Regions from separate parts of the Urocitellus parryii genome. Here region 2 is linked to region 1. The links are chromatin contacts, called in public Hi-C maps. All regions are on one chromosome and are shown on one strand. Each heading gives the region's core, a stretch centred on a gene start, on an enhancer-like site or on the middle of the called end of the contact. The rest is flanking DNA. Distances are from core to core; before and after follow the strand shown. Region 1 holds the start of Fam133b (family with sequence similarity 133 member B). Region 2 holds the start of Cdk6 (cyclin dependent kinase 6).

Evidence for each region. Hi-C and Micro-C count contacts between places; a contact is called where the count stands out from the background.
Region 2: a contact with region 1 is called in a Hi-C map of muscle, with 4 times the contacts expected there. The contact joins the promoter of Cdk6 here to the promoter of Fam133b in region 1. A contact is called at or near these places in 2 of 2 Hi-C or Micro-C datasets (liver and muscle).

The regions. Positions count from the first base shown.
Region 1 is chr3:28,990,213-28,995,661 of mUroPar1.hap1, reverse strand. Fam133b (family with sequence similarity 133 member B) reads left to right here and starts at 4,178. Exons shown (of 11, transcript XM_026391563.2): 1 at 4,178-4,284. The coding sequence starts at 4,261.
Region 2 is chr3:29,203,069-29,208,482 of mUroPar1.hap1, reverse strand. It overlaps Cdk6 (cyclin dependent kinase 6), which reads left to right and starts at 1,305. Exons shown (of 7, transcript XM_026391545.2): 1 at 1,305-1,620. The coding sequence starts at 1,388.

The DNA.
Region 1 (5,449 bases), core at 2,929-5,428:
GTTTCCGGGGACTGGGAAAACAAGGAAGGAGATTAACTGCAAAAAGATACAAGTGAACATTTTAGAAAGATGGAAATATTTGATAAGTGATTGTGGTCATGATTACATCACTGTCCATTTGTCAAAATCATCAAACAGTCAGTACATTATAAATAGTACATAGTGTATACATACACTATACCTCAATAAAACTGATTCTGAAAAAATGTAAAAAATGTCCATATTCAGTGCTAACAATAGCCAACCTGAAATAATTGGCAAAGAACTTTTCAAGTTTGTGAGTCAGCTCAACAAGGATGGAACAAGAGGAAAATTTTAGTGAAACTATAACCCATTGATTCAGCTGAAGCTTCAGGAGCACCAGAAATTTTCCTTTCTGACTCATATTCCTGGTAATTTCCTTACATTCACTAAAAGTCTCAACCTGAGATTTCCAAAAGGTGAGTTAGTCAATGGCTACTTGCTTTTCAAAGTTTGAATTCTTTTTTTTTTTGAAAAATTTTTTAGTTATTTATGGACACAGTGTCTTTATTTTGTTTATTTATTTGTATGTGGTGCTGAGGATCCAACCCAGAGCCTCACATGTGCGAGACAAGCACTCTGCCACTGAGCTACAGCCCCAGCCCAAATTCTTTTTTTAATATTTCTTTTAGTTGTACTTGGACAAAATACCTTCATATTATTTATTTTATATGGTGCTGAGGATCAAACCTAGGGCCTCACATTGCCAGGCGGGCGCTCTACTGCTGAGCTACAACCCAAGCCCTGAGTTCTTTATTTTAAAAAAGTCTTTGAGTGGGATAGGGAACGGGAGCATGGGAGGAATAGAAGAACTCTAGATAGGGCAGAGGGGTTGTAAAGGAAGGGAGAGGGCATGGGGTTATAAATGATGGTGGAATGTGATGATCATTATTATCCAAAGTACAGGTATGAAGACACGAATTAGTGTGAATACACTATGTATACAACCAGAGATATGAAAAATCGTGCTCTATATATGTAATAAGAATTGTAATGCATTCCACTGTCATATATAAATAAAAAAATCTTTGAATATTTTTTTACAGTGAGAAATATAACTCTTGAGCACAAAGTGAACATATAAACTGGTCATTATTTCCACTTTTGTGTAGGCAAAATTACATCCAGAAGTTAGATAGTAAGTGTGGAATCAGAGGAAGGGGAATCTATTTAACTGAGTAGTTCTTTCATTAAATAAATCAGAAAAGAAGGATTATGGCATATTATAAAAAAGTCCTTTTCCCAGACTTTCAACCCACCAACACTTAGGAAGTAACCACCAGTAAGAGTAGATTGTATAAACTTTTCAGAAACTTTCCTGGATATATTCAAATATATTCAATAGTTTCCTAGACATACTCAAGATGAATAATATGAAATCTCCCATCTTGTTGGTTAGAAATTGCTGAATATCTGCAATTTTATAATGCCAACTAATATATCCTCTTGTTTATACATAAGATATCATAATCCATAAACTGTTTTATAATCCTCTTTTTCTCTCAATAATGCATAGTGGTCAATTTTCCATATCAACACATATGGCTGGCTCTACATTACTTTTTCAGTATCTCCCCAGTTTGGCATTGCATGGATGCACCATCCATTAATCAAATCCTTTATATAATGGTTATGTCTTTTGCTCTCTTATTAATACAGTTAGAGAAATTACAAAGGGTCTTCAAACATGAAAGCTTCATGCTTCTATTTCCAGTCTAGAACATGCCAACATCAGATACTGTGTTCATGGATTAGGTTTCTGTGCTTCTCTCCATTGTTGAAATTCTGAAATGCCCACACAATAATGAGAAATAGAGGAAAATCAACTAATGATATTAAATTTGTACATAGACCCTAGTGCATCCAAGTCTTCCTAATGTTAAAGATGCCCCCTGAGTTATCATCATTGAATATTATTCCAGTTGAAAATTTCTGCCTTAAAGGCTTATTAGTATTGTTACTATTTACAGTTTTGCCTTTCATCCTTTTTATTGTTACCCCCCCCTCCCACACACACACACACCTTGCTGCTCCCATTCAAGAAGTTTTGCCAGCACAATAAAGTAAAGCTTATTCCCCTGGCATTCTAGGTCCTTTTCCTCCAACTCCAGGGACTTTTCCAGTCTTGCCTCACCTCTACCACAGGTGTTCCATGCTACCACACCTGGCTGCATCCCCTCTCCTCTTTTATCCAGGCAGTTCCCTCTGTTTGGAGTGTCCTTCCCTCTCCGTTTTTCTGTGAGAAGTTGGCCAAGGATCACAGGCCACCTGAAATGCCCCTTCTCAATCCTCCCGGGTTCCTTACCCCTTCCACTTCTGAAGGTAGCCTGATGCTGTAAGGGAAGCACATGCTTTCATGTTTTCATATTTAATCATGTGCATTTGGTCCCCAACTTCTCTGCTTTCTTGCTGTGAGACCTGGAGCAAATTATTTGGTTTCTCTAAGCCCCAGTTTTTCTCATGTGAAAAATGGCATGCAATCTCTTCATTACACCCAGAATATTTGAGAGAGCATGTAAGTTCATTGCTAAAAGGAAAGTATTTATTCACAGATCACACGTGTAAAAAGATGTGTAAACAATTCTTCCCATTGAGTGGATGTGAGGTATACCTTGGATGTGAGGTATACCTTGAGAAGATTTGGTCTGATCTAGACTTTATCAACTGCTGAAGCCTTAATTATCTCCATGGCTCCTCAGTCGTTTTCCTCTTTCTCTTTCCTTCCCTGGAATCCATGCTCTATCCAGGAGGGGCTAGTACCTTGCCAGAGGGGATCTATGTAAAGAAAACACAAAATTTTGTGTTAACTAATAGCATCATTATATGTTTTAAAAATCTCTGTACCCACAAAAGTAATCAAAGGGCAAGAAAGTGAAAAGTAAGAAGGAGCTTAGAAGGGAAAAAGTTTTCTCCTGCATGTATTCTCATGCTCTCAGGTTGAGATGCTGTAAATAATATCTGCCAAATGCTAGAATATTAAAAACAATATAAATGAGCCATGAGTAAAGAAGAATTTAATATTCACAGATTCTCCTCTCCTTCTTGTGCAGAAAGAAAAGTGTGTCTTTGGTCAGAGTCCTCAGCTTACATCTGCTAATGGAGTTAGACAAATGAAGACCATAGGCCTGATCTGCACTAGGAAGCAAAGTGGGCTACTCGAGTGGAATATGGAGAACTGCCAAAGACTGCATTTGAGAGAGTTTGGGGAAAGTTTTGAGAAAGAAAGTAGGAGTTGGAAACATCTGTTCTACAATGCAATATAAGAGAGAGAGAGGGAGAGAGCCAGAGTGGAAAAGATGATTTGAAAGCCTTTTAGTGAATGTAATGAAAATAAGTCCCCTTATGCCATTTTCCAAGAGTCCAGAAAGGATCCTAATTGATTTTCAGTTACTTCCTAATACTCTTTGCTAACATGAAACCCGAGGAGGAGCCATTTTATCCAAGACTATAAATACTTAATATGTAGTACCCTTCTCTGGAGCCTAGATCGTCTCCCTTGAAGCTACAGTGCTGTGCTAACAATATTACGGCACACCACGCAGAGAGTTGGTCCTATATGTGTTTATCTCCCTTACCTGTTTATAACCACGCTGCTTGAAAGCACAGATGGTGTCTTAACTGTCTTTGTGTTTGGTCCCAGCTCCAGCTTAGGACACCTAGCTAGTGAAAAGTAGATGATGGAAAATTAGTGTGAAAGGAATGCACGGGTGATGGATGAATGAAATTGAATTTATAGGGCGGTTTCGTTAGCAACATCTGTGACAGTGTTGTCTTTCTCCTCCAGCAGCTGATGGACTCTGAGCAACCAGTGGGCCCTCACTTTATCCCCAGCACCTGCACCATGTCAACCACATAATAAACGTTGGGCTAATTTTATATCCCCTAGAATGAATATTTCAACACATAAAGATTGGAAGAAAACAAAACAATCCAAGTCCAGACGGAAACAAGCTGCCTCGGGGAGACCGCCATACAGACGCGCAGGGTCCGCCCCACACCAGGTGGGTGAAAGCTACTGGAATCCCCCAGCAGATCCTTGGGAAGCGCAGGAGATCGCTGGCGCCTGCATATCCTCCGCGGCGGAAGGGGGCGCTGTGGCCGAAATCAGCTGTCGGTTCGCGCGGCGCCGCTCTTTGGACGGGGAGGGAAGCCGTCCGTAGGACCCGCGGCGGGCCCGCTTCGGCTGCTCCGCTGGCCTGGTCTCTCTCGGCGTCTTCACTGTGCGCTCCGACCGGCACCATGGGGAAGCGGGACAATCGAGTGGTGAGTACTCGACGGGGTAAACAGTGGGGTGACTGGGGGCCGGCCGGCAGGAAAGCGGGTCTTCTCGCCCTTTCCGGCTCGGCGGGAGGGCTAGCGGCTACGCTCGGACCTGGGGCCGCGAGACCTAGCACCCTCCGCCATCCCAGACGCGCGTGCGCCAGGCACACAGTTGGCGCCTTCGGGTCCCCAACTTTCTCCCCGGCCCTCCCTTTTGTCCCCCACCCCGCCGCTCCCTCTGGCACTGCTCCCTAGCTCCCTTTCCTCCCGCTCCCGCGCCAGCAGTACCCACTTTTTACAGCCGCAAAGACCCAGGGGGAAATCTGCCCCTTTCTGTCTGTAATTTCGAACTCTGAGGCTCGTGGAGGCTCCGGGACTCTCCCGTTCCTCTGGATCGCGCAGCCCAGCTCGGCGCCTAGGCCTAGGCCATGGCTTCTGCACCCGGGGGCCAGCAGCGCGCCAGGCTTTAGCTACGGACGGGCTAGCATTTGAGAACTGGGGTCGCAGCATTTGATCGCATACTGTCTGGCGCCAGCAAAAGGGATGTGTGGCGTGGAAATAGTTGACTGTGGAGTTCCGAGCAGAGTTCAATGCCAGTTTTGGTACTTCGGGAATTAGGTGACTTAGGTTACTTTTCCCCCCTGAACCTGTTATAAAAGGGGATCATTATTACCCACAACCTCGCAGAATAGTTAGGACCACAAAAGGCATGATGCCCAAGAGAGTGTGTGGCATGAAGATTACTACTCAGTGAGAAAAGGATTAAGTAATTCATTGCAGGAGGAGTAATAAATGATACCTGATAGACGTTTGAGGTTCTCAGGGCATTCCAAAGAGAAGGTACTTTGGACAAGGAAAGCATTCAAATCGCTGGAGGTGCAGAAGGGCTGCGGATTGGTTTCAAAAGCCCAGGTTCTGAATCAGGTTGTATGAGCAGTAAACCTGAGAGAATAGTGAATAAGAATGGGTTGTAGCCTGGTGATTCTTGGGCTTGTGTATTACAGAATTTTAATCATTGATTAGCAAAATGAGGAAAATATAAAGCTAATGTACTACGTTCTAGGTTTGGGGTTTTTTTTTTTTAACAATTATTTGCGGGAGTGTTTGTGTATGTGCTAAAAGAGCCTCACTGTTATGAAATGACATTTCCCAACTTACTTAAAAGTGT
Region 2 (5,414 bases), core at 56-2,555, 220 kb before region 1:
AAAGGTTCCTGAGTCCGGGTACCCTCGGCACAGCCCCCTCTCCCTCACCCTAGGAGCCATGGCCTTTACTACCTCCACCCCCACCCTTTTTAGGGAGGTGGCGTTTTGCTCTGGTTGAAATCAGAAAACTTCAAGTCAAGACACGGTTATGGTGTCTTCTTCCTTAAGTTACTCTTTTAAGGACACGACAAGCGAAAGTGTGGCGAACATCCCTTTCTCCCACTCTTGGGCTCCCGTGGGGGACTCCCCCCCTTCCAGGGCCTCTCGTCCTCCCACCCCAAGTAGCCCCAGCCCTCCCCAACCCGATGGTTGTCTTCCCTGGGTTTCCACCAGGGAGGTCCTCCGAGTCGGAGGAGAATTCCATTTCCCACCAAGACTCCTTTACCCCCCAAAGACCATTTGCGTGTGCGAATCGTTTTTAAATGTCTCCTCGAGGAAAAACTGAAAGTAGAAAGAAAGGAAGCAATTTCCGAGCAGATGTCTGACCACCCCTTTTCGCACACTCCCAGCATCGGATTACAGGGTCCCGAGAGCCCCCACCCACATTCTGCGGCCCCAAACGGGTGGACCCTCAGTCCGTTCACACCACATTGTGCATGGTCCCTGAAGGCACCAGGACCCCCACTCCCTGTACTTCCAGGTCCCAGGAGGCGAGGAGGGTAGCCGCGCATACAATCATAAAGGTATAAATATTAAGCCGTGACATTGACGTCCCCAGCGCCTCCCTCCCCCCCGCGCTCCCAGCACACTCTGGGCTGCTCGGCACGCCCCCTCCCGTTCCACTGCGTCCCGCGCGGCGCGCTCATCCCCGAGGGGCCCCTGCAACCTCTCCTCGCGAAGACGGCTCCAGCCCTGTAGGGAAAGAAAAGTAACTTCGCTTTTCTCGGTGAAACCAGGAAGGATTAGGAGGCTTGGAGAAGGCCGGAGCTCGCGGAGGGTAGCGACTCGGGCTTCATGAAGGAGGAGGAGGGGAATCTAGAGGAACCCCGTGGAAGGCTCCTGGGATGTCTGATTGCACTTTCTTGTTTTCCCGTCTTCTCTTTTAGGTGCAAAGATTGTGGACCGAGACGCGTTCGGACAGAGACTATGTAATCGGTGCGGTGTCTGTGTAGAGGACTTCGCTTCGGGGAGGGAAGAGGAGGGATCCACTCGCTCCTCCGGCGGCGACTCGGCAGGCGGAGTTTCGCGGCGGCACCAGGGTTACGCCAGCCGGCGGAGAGGTCGCTCCATCCAGTCCAGCGTCCGCGAGAGCCCCTGAGTCCGAGCGCCGGAGCCAGCGGGGGCGAGGGCGAGCAAGACCGAGCTCCGGGAGCACCGGAGGAGACTAGCGAACCAACCGCACCCCCGCCCGCCCCAGCTGCGCCGTGCCGGGAGGCGTCAAGGCGACATGGAGAAGGACGGCCTGAGCCGCGCGGACCAGCAGTACGAGTGCGTGGCGGAGATCGGGGAGGGCGCCTATGGGAAGGTGTTCAAAGCCCGCGACCTGAAGAACGGAGGCCGGTTCGTGGCACTGAAGCGCGTGCGGGTGCAGACGGGCGAGGAGGGCATGCCGCTCTCCACCATCCGCGAGGTGGCGGTGCTGAGGCACCTGGAGACCTTCGAGCACCCCAACGTGGTCAGGTGAGCTGGGTGCAGCGCCCGCACCGTCGGGGGCAGCGCTTCTGGTGAGGCCAGGCCGGGGATCCTCGGACTTAGGAAGGTTCCAGGCAGGGGGGCTGGGGAAGGCCAGGGCCACCCGTCGATCTGACTGAGTAAGTTTTGTTGCCAGAGCCGGTGACCTTACCAGCCAGAAAGACCAGTCAGAAAAAGAGACCTACGCAGGCTTCCCCCGCTGCTGGGCAGTTCCGAAGCCTGTACTGAAGGGGATCCAGGGGAGTTGGGTGCCTTTTAGGGACGTGGAACCTACCAACTCGAGGCACTCCCCGCCAGCCCCCACATATTTTTCTCTGCCATGGGGAATTTTTGAGAAACTGAAAATGAGTGAGAAAGACAACAAGTTGCAGGTGATAATTAATAGGTCGGGACTTTAAGGGTGGAGCCTAGGGTAAGTACCGCTTTAAAGAAAATGAAGAAACTCAAGAACATGTTTACCAATCACACCCAGTTTCTTTTTGTTAAAGTTTCATAATAAAAGTGGGTTCTGGTGGTCTAAGGAATTTCATTGCTGATGATCAGTGTCAAGCAGCGTCATTTAAAAAATGTCTTCCAAAAACTGTTACCTGTTTGTCTGACTTCATATCTCTGGACTGACACAGTCCTTAGATTCCCTTTCCCAAGGGTTAGATGTGAGTCCATGTTATGGTATCTTTAAATTCCTTGCTTTCCTTGGACTGGTCCTGCAAGTTGGTGGGAAGACAGCAGTTAACAGTCTCTCTTGTGAGTAGTAACCAGTATTAAAAGAAAGTGTGTGGACTTAGTATAATGGTGTTCTCTTGGTGATCCTGGAATTTCCCCATTGTGTGGTTGTGTCATCCCTTTCTTTTTAAACAGATGCATAGCTTCATAGCTTCAAATCGAAAAGAAGTGGACAGAAGCTTCTTCAAATTGGGTTGTGATTTTACCCTTTTCAGCTCTTTACCTTCAGTGTGTTGGAGAAAGGAGATCCTGGGATCTTCTTGTCTACTCATCCATCTAGGTATCCTGTTGAGCGACTGCTTGCCTACCGTGTGACCTCCATGAAATTATGTAAATAAACACAGCTAAATATTCTTGTAAGAAGTCAAACAGTTTAACATTAGTCCTCAAAATGAAGAGACCCAAGTCTGACCTTTGAAATACCAAGCCCTCTGTGGACTTAGGGAGACCAAGTGTCTATGGAATCTCACTGGGAGGTTTTAACTTGTCTCCTCTTATCCTGGGCTGGGTGATTTGTGTGGTGTTTTGTTCCCCACACAGTGAGAATCAGGGGAAAAGACAGCAAAGAATCATAAATACATAAATAAGGTAGTCAAGGGCAATAGAGAGAGGACCCCCATTATACCTCCATTTTAGCTAGTCAAGTGGCGGGAGGCAAAAGATAATGAGACTGGGAGGAGTGTTTAGGAAAATGGAATTTATGTAAAAGCAATAATTACCTTTTGTATATTTGTTAAAAAGCAACAATAACCCTCTGGGGGTGGTCTTTGTGCCATTGGAGGGAAAGAAGAAGGGTACCTTTAGCTCCCTATAACTTAGTTATCGTCCCACAGGAATCACTGGAGCTCTCTCAAAGGATGAATTCTACCACTAGAATTTTAAAATCAAAGTTCTCACTTTATTGCCCATTATCTATGGAGTGTCCAATTAAAGTTGATCATCATGTCTACAAATAAAGTAACCCTACCATGAAAAGCAGTTAAAGAGGCATTCCTGTGTATTATTATAGTTTACAAAGTGCAGTCTATTCTTATAACAGAGGAAGGCTGCTTTTCTATTGTGCTGGTAGATTTGGCTGATCTCTCCCATTGTGATTTATCCAGTTTTAAGTGTGGCTTTGTTTTTAGAGAGTTCTGACTGACCCATGACTTGGATTTTGAACTGTGAATTCTGGAAGGATGTATTTATGAAGTGAAGATGAAGGCATAGTTTTCTAAAATTATGTTTATCTGTTAAGTGATAAGGATGACTCTTACTTCTTGGAGTTGGGAGGATAAAATTGAGATAATGTATGTGAAAGCACTTTGTAAATTTTAAAGTACTTTGAATATCTGAGCATTTGTATTCCAATAGGTTAGTATAGGACCCTTACCCTTAAACAGGTTCCCAGGAAGGCCTCAATTTACCTTTTTTTTTTTTTTTTAAGAGCAAATCATATTCGAGCACAGACTTTGTGGGCTTTGGAACCAAGAAACTACTTAGCCTGAAGCTTTTCAGAAAAGGCCATCAGTCATATGCTATGAAATCAGTGACACTTGAAATTATTGATGAGGTCACTCTCACGAGCTACAGATCTCTATTCCCTTTTTGTTTCCTTCCTGTTTTCTTCTCTTCCGCCTTTGCCTTGGGGTAACCACTGTCCCCAGTGACTTGCTTGGCCAGACTAGGAATTCCGAATTTTAGAGGTTGCTAATATATTTTCAGAAAGGCTCAGGAAATCAAGAACAAGTGACAACAGTCCTTTTCCTTCCAAGGCAGAGTGTCAAAGTTGGCCTCCAAAACTGTGATTTGTTGTTGTCCTAGGATAAGTTTTACAGCCTTATACTTGGTTCTTTAAATGTTGCTTAAAAGGGCAGATGCCTTTTTAAGTGCCTTCAAGTCATAAGTAATTGATCATAATTATAGGCCCTTCCCACAGATAGTTAAGCCTCTAAGCTTGAAGGAATGCAATAAACATATTAGCTTTTTTTTCCCAAAAGTTTAAGGTCTAATTTTGGTGGATTTGCCAGAAAAACTGACTTGTTATTGCTGGCACTGGTACTCTGCGCATGCACAGGGATAATGATTTGAAATTTTTGCTTACCTGCACTTGATGTCTCCCAGGCCCATGCTTGATCAGCCAGTGTCGGAGATGTAAATTTATTTTTAATTTTATAGCTGATAGTCCCTAATTCTGGAGCCTTTGTCAGAAGCAGACTTCAGTCTGAACTTATATTGAAGCCTCTGCATTCCATGAATGAGTTCTATTTTCGATCATGAACTAAAATATATAAAGAGATAAAAACAATAGTATGTTTTATCAGCACTCTGTTTATTCACCCAATATTTATTTAGGACTTACTGTGTGCCAGACACTTGCAGAAGCTGGGGGTATAACTATGAACAAGTTAGAGGAAGCCTCTATGTTTGTAGAACTTGCATTGTAATGAATGAGAAGCTCGTTTTTTCTTTAAGAAAAAATTCACTTGTCTTTATATCAGTCGCTCTTTTTTGCTATGTTTAACCTAAACAGTTTTATAAAGCAACTAATATTTGTGATAATTTAGCTACCAGAAAACTGCTGATTGAGTAGGCAAGTTAACAAGTTAACCCTAATCAGAATCAAACACTTTTTGAAGATTAAATTTCAGCCTAGAGATATACAGATCAACTTATATAAAGAGGCATTGACATGCAACTAATATAGGTGAACATTTGAGCTCCATTTATTCAACAAGTGTTTAGGAAGGACCTTCTCTTTAAAAACCATGGGTCTAGGTGCTGGAAAGACACTGAGTAAATCACACCTGGCTGTCCTCCTCAAGTTTTCCCTGTTGGAAGAAATAAAAAGTTCATCATAAAATGGATACATAATAGCATCATGTGCCACAAGTGAGATACAGGTAAGTGCTACCTGTATTGTCCTCAAACATTAAGTCTATTAGTGTAAAAGCCAAATGGTTCAAGTTCAAGTATTGGTTCTAGAAACTAAAGGTTACTACATATTAGTGGTTAGATTTTAATATTTAAATGTCTAAATATGTTAAATTATCTTTCTTAGAATATTTAGTCACTGCTTT